Linked DNA regions of Mus musculus: region 1 is linked to region 2. Evidence: chromatin contacts called from public Hi-C data. All regions are on one chromosome and are shown on one strand. Each heading gives the region's core, a stretch centred on a gene start, on an enhancer-like site or on the middle of the called end of the contact. The rest is flanking DNA. Distances are from core to core; before and after follow the strand shown.

Region 1 (6,036 bases), core at 2,163-4,662, 850 kb after region 2:
GAGCAAACAAACAGTCCATACTTAAACCATATGTCTGGACCCATAGTCACCTTAAGGCCAACTTCTCTGCTCCGCCTAGGACTAACGGATATCTACATGTGAGAGTCTTCCTGGTATACAACCACTTGTGAGGGCACAGGGGTTTCCTGGTCCGTGAGCAACATTCTCCACCAAGAAAATTGAGGAGATGCAGATTCACCAGGGCCTCCCAGCAGCCCCGTGCTTCAAGTTCTGTGCTAGGGGCTCAACCTATTTCCCAGAGATGGGCAGAGAGGGTCCTGGCTTACCAAGGGTCATATAAAGATTAAAATTCTATGAGGGTGGCCAAAGCCAGGAGAATAAGGAAGGCCACAGACTGGCAGAAAATAATTGCAAATGACATAGCTGATAAAGGACTATTGTCCAAGGCATACAAAGGACTCTTAAAATGTAACAATAGAAAATGACACAATTACAAGGCAGGCAAAAAGCTGAGCAGACACCTCAGCAAGCATGCCTGCAGATGGCTGATATGCATGTGAAAAGATATCCTGTTTCTGTCATCAGGGAATTGCCAGCGAGACCCAGCTGCTGCAGTCCTCTCACTGAGATCTCCCCTTCCCTTCCAGTTCTCCTTCATCAACAGCCACCCAAGAACATTAAAGAGAAAGTTCCAGAAACAAATAATCCAGGGATTGGTGCAATGGCTCAGTGAGTAAAGGTACTAGGTAGAAGGAAAGAACTGTGTGGGTTAACCTCCGACCCACACAGGTGGCACACATTTACCCACAGCGTGCATGCACACACAGGAATGATAAGATGTTGAGATGGCTCAGTAGGTAAGAGCGCTTGCTGCACTTGAAAAGGCCTTTCAGGTGGAGAGAATCTGGAGGTGCTCCCATCATTTGAAGAGGAGCTTAGAGTGCCCCCTTACAAGTGAAGATGGTTCAGTTCCCAGTGCCCACATAGTAGCTCACAACTCTGGTTCCAGGGGGTTTTCTGGCTTCCACAGGCACCAGGCACACATGTGGTGAACAGACATACGTGTAAGCAAAACACTCATACCCATAAAATGAAAATTAATTTAAGAAAATAAAAAATTTAAAAGAGGTAATTCCTAGTTTTCTGGCTCTGACCTCTTCCAAATAGAGTGACATAATGCCATTCTTCCACACTCAGTCATGTTTGGAGTATCAGTTGCCATGACAGCCAAGCAGGTATCATTTGACGTTTTGGTTGTGGAATCTACAGTCTCATTCCAGTCCTGGCATTCAAATGGTTGTGTTTGTTGTTCACTCTCTAATTGTTTTAAGATAGTCTTCTGTGGCTCAGGCTGACCTTGAACTCACTGGGTAGCTGAGACTCCTGCCTCCACTTCTGAAGCACTAGGGTTATAGGCACGGCCACCATACTCAGCAAAGTGGCCTTTGCTTTTCTTAGATAGCTCCAGAGGGCAAGGGTAGTGATGCTGGGAACCCAGATGGGCTGAAGAGAAGCCAGGAGTGCACCCCTCAGTGTGAAGAGGGGTTGGAAGTACTCCCCTGTGGTGCTTTAATGGGAAATGCACCTATAGGCTCAAATATTTAAACACTTGGTCCCTAGCTGGTGACTCTGTTTGGCGGAGGTATCTATGTGTGGTCTAGTGGGAGTAACTATGGGAGGATCTACACTGAGGGGGGAGGATCTACACGGAGGGGGGAGTAGCTACACTGAGGGGGAGGATCTACACTGAGGGGGGAGGAGCTACACTGAGGGGGGAGGAGCTACACTGAGGGGGAGGCTTGAGAGCACTCAGCCTCTCCCAGCTTGAAAGCACTCCTCCTTTCTCTGTTTCTACACTCTCTCTGCTTTGTGTTTGTGCTTGAAAATAAGATCGCTCAGCTTCCTGCTCTGTCGCCCAGTCTGTTGAGTGCTGCCATACTTACCCTAAGGGACTCTCATCACTCTGAAACCATAAACCGTAATCCTTCTTCCTTCCATGACCATGCCTTCCTTGGTCATGGTATTTTATCACAGCAACAGAAACGTGACTGATAGAACTCTTCATGGGAAGGGGATCTGGGAGTGCTCTCCTCAAGGGAAGAGGAGCCAAATGTGCTCCCTTCAGACAAAGAGAATCCATAAGTGCTCCAGTCATATGAAGAACTGTGAGTGCTCCCTCATGTAAGGAAGAAGTGAAGCGAAGAGCTTTCTCTGAGTGACAGGGAGTAGGGTAGGGAGGAGAGGGGAGAGAGCAGGCACATTACTTTTGCTACAGCGCCCCAGAGCATTTGCTCCATGGTATTGCTACTGCCCTGTACTATTTCTGTCACAATATCTTACCATGCTCCATTTATAAAATGAATGATCATGCCAGGCAGTAGTGGCACACGCCTTTAATCCCAGCACTTGGGAGGCAGAGGCAGGCAGATTTCTGATTTTTTGATTTTTTTGTAGACCAGCCTGGTCTACAGAGTGAATTCCAGGACAGCCAGGGCTATACAGAGAAACCCTGTCTTGGAAAAAAAAAAAAGATAGGCAAGCATATAAAACAAAAACACAAGATCCATAGGACTAAGGGCCACCCACAATTTTAGGTGCCTAGTGGGGATCTTGGAGTGTGTCCCAGGGTAATGGGGGACACACCCACTTTGATCTTTATTGAGGTCCAAGTGAATTCACCAAGGAGAGACTGTCACGTCCCTAAGGAGTATGACCATACAGGTTGTTGAAGAGTTCAAAGAACGGTTGGGGTTAAGACAACTAGGGATGAGGTAAAGGGGATAGAGAAGGAGGGAGAAGGCAGAGATCCCAGGTAGAGGCAGAACCTGTGGCCTTCATCCCAGGGTACCACTGAGTCTCCAGGGCCAACGGTCTTAGACACCCTACATTTGTCACTACTCAGGATATCACAGGGCAACCCAGTGCCTGAGAGCTGTAACATAAGTCACTACAGGAGCTGAGCGGCCCAGTACCTCAGACCCACCCAGGAGCTGTGCCACTAGAAGGTAGCTAGCTGCTTGCTGCCCCAGTTAGCTGTGACACCCAGGTAGCTGCCTAGTGTTACAATAGCAGCCCAGTGCCAGGGCCACTGGGGGTTAAAGCCCAGGGTGATGAACCTCCAGCATGAACACCCACAGCTCTGAGCTTCTAGCTCCTAAGTCTAAGAAGCAACAGGGTCCTGGATTCCAGGGCTGTGGCTGCAGCCTCTGGCTCTGTCATCTGCCAGTCCAGCTCCCAGCACCTCGGCCCTCAAGGGCTGGGACTGCTCAAACTGGAAGGCTTCTCTTTGTCTTCTCTGACTCATATCTGGGTAAAGAAGGACCCTATTGGCTGACCAGAAACAGCACAATTCTAGGGACTGCCACAGAGCTTCAACAATCTCACTCCTAGCTTGATACCTGATTATCTCCATAGCTGTGGCCTCTCCAGGCCATAGGCGGTGTGTGGTGACACCTGGTGGCCAAGAGCGGGATTGCTAGCAGTTGATGCAGCTAGGGTAAACTTCATTCTAGCCAGTGTAGGGCTGGGGAGTCGCCTAGAAGCACATAAGCAAGGGGGTGTGCGGAGTTCAGATGACACCTTGTACCTGTTTCCAAATTCTAATGAACATGATACCTTCCCCGTCACCCTTGCCACAGGCACGGGATCACTGTTGCTTTGGCTGTGGTTGTCTGGCTTTTCAGAGCCTCTGTTTCCTATTTTCTCTCTGTTTATGGGAATTATACTAGTTTGAGACCTGCTACTGGAGAACGCTATAGGGTTAAGAGGCCCACTGGAGCCCCACTATGGCTTCTGATAACTGTAATTTCTGTGTAATTGGCATTTAAAAAAGACTAGGTGTGCCTAGCTGCCAGCCCACATGCACAGACATGAGCATGTACATGCTGGGCGGGAGAGGCCCTCTGGAAAGGCAACTCCTGTGTGTGGCCAGTATGGGGTGCTGACCGTAGCATTTGCTGAATTGGTCTGGCCACCCACGTGAGAGCAGGCAGTTCTGACAGCTGCGCTGGGGTAGTGGCTGTAAATGGGGCCTGTCCTACCCTGGATGCCTGGAGGACCTGGTGTCTGTGTGTTTCTCGGTAAATGCATGTGATTGTGGAGAGCCTGGCTGGTGGCACCCAACCTGCAGCTCTGTGCTGTTTGGTCTTTGTGGTCCCCAGGCCCTTGGCCAGCCATTCCCAGGGGTGGGAAGTGATCCAGGCCTGGCCCACTTACCTTGCCTGCTCTGAGAGGGACAGGTGGCTGCATGCTTGTCCTTACACCTCACCAGAATCATCCTCCCTTCTATGCCTGTCTTCACTTTCTAGGCCCAGAGAGGTTGCAAATCCTTCTCAGGATTGCACAGGGTCCTCAGCTAGGGCTGATGAGAGGCTGGGGTGGGGCTGGTTTTTCTGACTGAGTCTATCTGCCAAGCCTGCTGTCTCAGGAGGGGGTTGCCAGTAGCTAGCAGAGCATGCTCCTGACATGTGCTGTGTTCATCTCACCATGGCTCTCCATTGCTTGCAATACGAATGAGTTTCACAGCCCACCATCCTGGCCCCACCCTCTTCAGTCTTGTGGCCATCACTCCCTGCCGAACCCTGTGCACCAGTCACCTTGCCCACTCTTCTTTCCCATTCTGGACCTTTTGCTTGGAGAGCATGGAAACTCCTATACATCCTGCAATGCCCAGCTCTGAGCACCCTCCACAGAGTTAGAGCTTCCCCAACTGCTTTCTAGGTGCTTGCTAGTCTCACTTCTCAGTGTATGTGCAAATGAGTTCCCCTCTGAGTCCCCAGCACCCAGCACCAGGCATGGAGCAAAGCAGACACAGATACATGCTGAGTGAATCAACAACACAGGCATGCTCTTGCCAGGATGCAAACTAGCTGGGAGGAAGATCCAGAGTGGGCCAGGACCGGGGTATGGGGCAGGTTGGTGGAATAGGAGTTGCCCAGGTATCCTCTCCTTAGCCCTGAAGCACCTGCTCCTGGCTCCTCCTTAGCAGGGGCTGATGATAACTCAGCTCTGGCCCCAGGTACAGGGCTCAGACTCTGAGGCCGTGCCCTGGTAGGGTAGTCAGAGACTCATCCTCCTTTCTGTCCATTTTATCAGATCGGAAGCTCAAGGCCAGTTCTGCTTGGCTGACACTAAGGTTTCTGTCCTCCCTGTTCTAGGACTTTGACCCTTTGAAGCTCAGGAAGGGTGGGAACAGGAAGGGACAGTAGTGCTGCTGTGCTGGCTCCAGGGCTTCGGCATCAGGGTCAGGGTTTGTGCCTGAAGTTCCCACCCATAGCCGAGTCATCAGGCCAACGCCCTTGGGCCAGCCGAGCCATCCCTGTGGGAGGTTGGCAGAGCCCGAGGGATGGTAGCTGGGATTGAGGCTTTCTGAATACTATCCTGCCTCCAAAGGTCAGGCCCAAAGAGAATAAGGTTCCTTTTACCACGGCTGGGGGACAAGAACTCCAGCACCAAGAAGGCCAAGTGTGCCATGACCCAAGTCTGGGCTGTTCTCTCTGTGGTTGAGGCTGGGAGGCCTCAGCTTCTTCACTGTGAACAGCACAGCCTTGGCAGCCATACCCTGGCCTACTCACTGTACACCGCCTGCACACTGAAATTTGTGCCCCAGACTAACCTGTCCTCTTGGGGAGTCTCCTCCAGACCACATGGCCTTTGCATAACATCCCACTTGTGGCTCCAGACATGGCTGCTTCTAAACAGGTAGGAGTAAGGCGGGGTTCTGCATGGAGGAGAAGGAGGAGTGAGGGGGAAGAAGGGGCTATGATGATGGTAAACTGAGTCCCAGTTAGTGGCACCAGGTGTGGCATAAAGCAAAGAAATGTTTGTAGAGAATTTAAACAACCTTGCGCACACAGCTCAGTGGAAAGGCAGGTCTTTTTCAGATAGTCGACAGTTGTGTTTGTCAAAATGTTCAGTCTATGGGCAGAGCAAAAATGCAGCAGTGGGTTGGGTGACCATGAGAGGGGTGAATGAGAAAGGTGTGCATAGGGTAGTCCAAGCTGGAACAGGAGGGAGGAGAGATAGCCCCTTGGCAACTCCATTGCTTTGGGCTAGAAATATGACTCCTCTTTCACA
Region 2 (6,013 bases), core at 1,733-4,232:
GTCTTGGAGGATCCAAGCTGTGTCTGACCTGTAGATCTCCTCTCTGAGGACTCACTTCCCTAGCACAGGATGGTGCTGCCCAAGCTGCCAAGGGAGGAAAGCAACCAAAGGTCCTGCACCGCAATGATGCCTATGAACCACATGACCAGCAAGCATGGCACTCGTCTTGGCAGTAATTACCAGATCCCTAACTTAAGTTAGGCTAGTTAGGACTTAAGTTGTGGGCTAGTATACTGGCTAGTTTGCTATCAACTTAACCCAAGCTAGAGTGAGTCATCCGAGAGAAGGGAGCCTCAGCTGAGAAACTGTCCCCATAAGATCCAGCTGTAAGGCATTTAAATATATATATATATATATATTGATCAGTTAGGAGAGGGCCCAGCCCATTTGTGTGCTATCTCTTGGGAACTATAAGAAAGCAGGCCCGTGGAGAGTTAGCCAATAAACCCTTCTCCTCCATGGCCTCTCCATCAGTCAGCTCCTGCCTCCAAATTCCTGCCCTCATGAACTGTTATATGGAACTGTGAGCAAAATAAAGCCATTCCTTCCCAAGTTGCTTTGACCATGTACTGTTCTAGGATGAGAGGCGACATCATCTGTTTGCAGCCTTGTTTTTAAAAGGAGAGAGACTATGGGAGAGTGGGGGCTCTAAATATCCTTTAGGGAGCAAGTGTGTATAATAGTTCATCTTGTGAAATCACACAAAGTCTCCATTGGTAGCAGCTGGTGATGAAGCACATTCCGTTCATGCCGTGGGATTCTGAGTCTGCTCGGAAGCATGAAATGTCTCCAGTTTTGTTTTAAAATAAAGCTTTTTTTTGCAACAGGGTTTCTTTATGTAGCCCAAGCTGGCCTCAGACTCACAATCCTCAGTAGGGTCTCCTTATGTAGCCCAGGCTAGCCTCAAGCTCACCACCATCCTCTTGCTGCATTGCCCCAGTGCTGGCGTTACAGGGATATACCACCGTTCACGGGAAAGGCAGGGGTGGGAGGGCATTTTTTATTATGTGGGGGAAAAGACAAGCTGTAGACTCATGTTTCTGCTCAGATGTGAACAGAGCTCGCTTGGAGATGGCTCTGAGCATCACTGTGGTGTCCGGGGAGATGTTGGAGGTAGGCTTTCCAATAGGTTTGGACTATGGAGGACTTGCCCTAAAAACACATTTTTTTTAAGCAGAAGAAAAAAGAAAAAGAAAAGAGGTGGCTCTGATTTGAAAGCTGAAGGGAGCAGACAATGCAGGAATGATAACACTGTCCACCTCACAGTTTCCTAGTGTGAGCACTGACAAGCATCCATGTCACTTGACCTGGGGACCAGCCAGCTCTCCTCCTCTAGACTCAGCCTAGCAGCCACAGCAGAAAAGAAGTAGAGAGGCTTGCTTTTACAGTGGCATCTCTCCCTACCTGCTACTGTCTACTATGTGTTCTTTCAAGTTCATGCACGGAAGTCCGTATCCCCACAGTACCTCAAAATGCAGCCTTGTTTGTAAATAAAGGCCATTGCAGATGTGTTTAGGAAAGCTGAGAACATTCTAGCATACACCCAAGTTCACAGTGATAAGAAGGACGACACTGGGGCACAGACACACACTGGAGGAACTCTATGGAAGAGCAAAGGCAGAAGTGGGTGGCGCCCTTAAGGCCAAGGGCAGTCAGGATGCCAAGTGCCCAACAGAAGGCAGAGGCACCTGGGTCAGACTCTCCACAAACCTCAGAAGGCACCAGCCCTGTGCTCCTTTTTCTCATGGCAGTCAAAGCTGTGCAACAGGCTTCTACCAGCTAAGCCATGAAGCCCTAGGTGGGGTTCTGCATCACGATAGCCACAGGAAAAGCATGCACAGTGTTGCTTTAGAACTACGTCAGTATTTGAGTGAGTTTACACCAAACTGTCCCAGGGTTCCTTTTGCCCTCCAGGAGCCCCCACCCAGCTCAGTACTTACTGTCTTCAACCATTTTCACGGAGAACCTAGAGGACCGTGCCTTGAACGCCATGGCTGAGGACCAACCGGTGTGCAAAGCTTGGCCTTAGCTGAAGCAGATTCTCGCCTGGAGAGTGACACAGTACTTGAGAGGATGGTTCCCCCAAACCCACAGCCCACTTTGAACTGAGTGACTTGCATTTCCACTATGTGGACTAACACTGCCTATTCCCTGTATCCAGGTTTAATGGAATCTACTATTCCCCTCCTGGGCAAGGCTGGCCCATATCTTCCTGTTCTCGGAACACACCAGCTTTGGTCTGCCTGGAGCCTCTGGGGAGCCTCTCACCTAGGTGAGGTTGGAAGGGTGAGGGGCGGGACTTCTCCCTTTAAAACTGGGCTCAGATGTCACTCTGAGAGACCTTCCTGCACCAATGCATGTAATGACCCTTCGTTTTCTTCTTTACAAGGTCAAGTGGTTACCTCTTACAAGACTTTTATTGCATATGTCTTCCAGAATGCAATCTGCACGGAAGCAAGCCCTCTGTTCCACCTGTTAGAGCTCCCGACGCTATGCTATGCTAGGTTCCCTTCAAAATGAAGTGAGTTTTCCTGTTTGCAGAAGCTCAACTAGTGTTCCAAATCTCAACGAAGCAGGGCCGAGGGTGGAGCCCAGGATTGCTTGCAGTCTGAGCATCTCTACCTCAGCCAAAACACTACCAGAGAATCCTGCCTCCTAACACCCCAGCTTCTCTTGGCACACCACACCCTGGGGCAAGAATGCAGCAGCAAGGGAATGGACCAGTGCTTAAATGGGGCCTGTCATAGATAAAGTGGAAAAGAGCACCGAAGGACGCAAAGCCTTGCAAGGGACCCAATAGAGTATTTGATCTCGGACCAGAGCCCCACAGCCACCCCGCTGGAGCCCACCCCCAAGCCCCCTGGCCCAGCCCCGCGCGCACCAACCAGCCGCGTGCACTCAGCTTGCTCCGAAGCCTCGGTCGGCAATTCTCCAGTCTTCTGGTCCTGAACTGCGTTTGCGACGCCAAGGCAACTATTCTCACAGGAGCTGTGATGTCATAAAGCCCCGGAGGCGGGCCCGGGCACACTGGGCGGGCTGGCGGGCCGGCGGGCGCGGAGTACTGTGCAGGACTGTGGCAGCTAAAGAGCAGAAGACACGGACTCAGGGAAGGGACAACGACTAGAAGCAGAGCGATCCGGGTTGTTGCAACCCTGCAACCCGGGGACAGGGTACGTTTGCCCAGCGCACTAGCTTCTTTCACCCCCAGATTCTCCTGCCCATCCGTAAAGGATTTTGTTGCAGCTAGGGCACAGACAACAGCCTGGCTCTTCAGAGAATATTTAGGAGTCTTGGGGCCGGGGAGGACGACGGTAAAACAGTCTACAGGCTAGGAATGTGCCAAAGACAGTCTCCCTTAGCTCCTGGCGCTACTCAGGGTCGCTGGCGCCACCCAGTGGGTGGAGAGATAGAACCAAGGCAAGAAGGCCAGGGGTAGGAGTGTAGAAGGATCCTGGAATGGGTCAGGGACCCTTGAATCACCAAAGGGACAGTATCCCGCAGGGCAGTCCAGCGCTGGGCATGGGGGAGCCAGGAAGAAAGGGTGGGCCCTGCATATGTGGTTTGTTGGTTTTGTTTGTTTGTTTGTTTGTTTGTTTGTTTGTTTGTTTTTTATGCAGCTAGTGTTAAATACTCTTTGCAAGCAAGTGGCTCCCTGCCTGGTGTTGGAGGAGGGCCCTTACACTGTGGTCTAGAATTCCCAATATTCTGGCCTCAGCTTCCCAGTAGGCTGTCAAAATAGCCAGACAAACTACAAAACAAAACAAAAATAATAGGAAGAAAGAAAGGAAGAAGAAAGAAGAAGGAAGAAGGAAAGAAAAAGAGAGAAAGAGAGAAGGAAGGAAGAGAAAGAGAGAGAGAGGGAGGGAGGGAGGGAGGGAGGGAGGGAGGGAGGGAGGGAGGAAAGAAGGAAGGAAGGAAGGAAGGAAGGAAGGAAGGAAGGAAGGAAGGAAGGAAGGAAGAACAACAGTAAAACCTGCACCAGGTTTGGAGTGCTTATTTATTCAACCAGTCAAGCAAATATTTCAGAAATCATTCATCTTTCACACCACGAGGGCTTTTACGAATTTAGAAAAATAAGCCACCAAAAGAGAACAAATGAGGGTGCTACCATTCCTGGTGTTAGCACACCTGTCCTGAGTCCCCGGTGAACCCTCACAGGGTGTCCTTTAAGCCAGGTATTGTTCTCAGCGCAGATCCATTCAGTACTTACTACCATCCTGATGACTAGGTCCGGTTCTGAACCACCACCCCTCAGCATGAGGAACCAATGTGAGCCTAAGATCCTAGAAGAAAGGCACACTGTGTTCAACATTGTACAAGCCAGAGTGATCGGTGAAACCTCAAAGACTGCGGAGAGTTGGAATGCTGCAAATCTAGAGCCAAAATTATCTGAGGTAATACTAGCCCTCGAAACAGCCACTGTGATTGACAGAACATTCTTGTAACTGTTACATAACTCTTCTCGGAATGTTCACACCTCTAACTTCTACCAACACAAAGGCCGAGAATGTCCTCAGATGGCATCTGAGGCCCACAGCAGAGAGCTCCACACCCTTCCTTGTAACCCAAGTCTGTGTTCCTCGGCCATAGCCGCTCAGTGTTTGGCTAGTTACTTCCTGTGAAGCAGAGCTGGTTTTACGTCAACACCGGTGAAGGCAGTTACCCAGACACGCTCCAACTCCCACCTCTTGTGGATCTTATGCATTATTCAAAACGATGTGTCTCGTACCAGAGATCGGGGAAGCCTGGAGGCGTGCTCGGTAAAGACGATAAGCTTTCTGCTGTGCCTCTTGGTTCCTCGGAAGGTTAGAGAAGAGATCATCTAGAAGATGTGGCATGGTATGGAAATTTAAACAAATTTTTACTTACGGGGTGGGAGAGCTCAGAGGACAACTTAGGGGAGTGGATTCTCTTTCCACCCTGTGGCTTCCTGGGATCAAACTCAGGTTAGCAGGCTTGGTGACAAATGCCTTTGCCTGCTGAGATCTTTAATCTTAGTCTAACATTTGATGATGAAAGCTTATTTTAAAAATTAAGGAGATGGTGTGTAGTAAGGCCACTGTAGCTGTCCCTGCAAAAGCCCTCTATGTGGTGGCCTGGGTCCTCCTACAAATCTCTTTCCAAGCCGGGCGTGGTGGCACACGCCTTTAATCCCAGCACTCGGGAGGCAGAGGCTGGCAGATTTCTGAGTTCGAGGCCAGCCTGGACTAACAAAGTGAGTTCCAGGACAGCCAGGGCTATACAGAGAAACCCTGTCTCAAAAAAAAAAAAAAAAAAATCTCTTTCCAGCACCAAGTATGTCTAAAGTTCAAAAGTTTTCATAATAAAATGTTTTGGGAAAAACTATCAATATTCCTAAAGGGGAATTGTTCTCTTTCTCTATCCTTGAAAGGTGTATGGGTCTGGGAACAGAAGGCAGACAAGAGGAATTGCGCCGTGGGGATTCTCAGATCCTAACACATGCACACACACACACACTCACATATATACACACAAACACATACACACATATACCACCCCTGCAGGGCCAGCACATGAGGCACAGGATGAGGGAATCTGGAGACAGCCCAAAGCTATCCACAGCATATACTGTCAGGGCCACCACTGACCTTCAGGGTCCTCTCTGGCTGTGTCATCTGAATGCCAGAACCTTCTCCCTTCCCCCAAAGTCTCTGGCTTCCAGGGTGGGAGGTTGAGCTTGAGGAAGGAGAACACAGGACACTTCCATCTGAGAAAGGTATCACAGATCTACCAAGAGGGCAGACACCTCCAATGGGCATCATCGATATGGTCAGGAGCCCACTGCCCATTGCATGGAAGCAAGATAGCTCAAAGGTCAGAGGAGGAGAGTAAGGCCTCCATTCATCAGGGCTCTGCAACGTGGGATAAGTTTTAGCTCAATTTTCTCATCTCTAAAATGGGACTATAATAAAGGGTGTGTAGTTAACAAAGAGATGGCATTTAACAGGACCTCAAGTAAAGTTTATCTGCCAATATATGATGCCATAGCCTG

What was found. Hi-C and Micro-C count contacts between places; a contact is called where the count stands out from the background.
Region 1: a contact with region 2 is called in a Hi-C map of cortical neurons, with 3 times the contacts expected there. The contact joins the enhancer-like site here to the promoter of Cfap100 in region 2. A contact is called at or near these places in 1 of 39 promoter capture datasets (the C10 cell line), 1 of 484 Hi-C or Micro-C datasets (cortical neurons) and 1 of 9 other capture datasets (liver).

What each region holds. Positions count from the first base shown.
Region 1 is chr6:91,277,994-91,284,029 of GRCm38.p6, forward strand. No RefSeq gene overlaps it. Among named protein-coding and RNA genes, the nearest start is that of Fbln2, 68 kb to the left of the region's middle. Within about 2 kb of position 3,413, at least 28 of the 459 cell types and tissues checked have an H3K27ac peak or open chromatin away from gene starts, as enhancers often do. A contact at or near this core is called in cortical neurons, where this site is marked.
Region 2 is chr6:90,425,498-90,431,510 of GRCm38.p6, forward strand. It overlaps Cfap100 (cilia and flagella associated protein 100), which reads right to left and starts at 2,983. Exons shown (of 17, transcript NM_173775.3): 1 at 2,882-2,983; 2 at 1,941-2,046. The coding sequence starts at 1,992.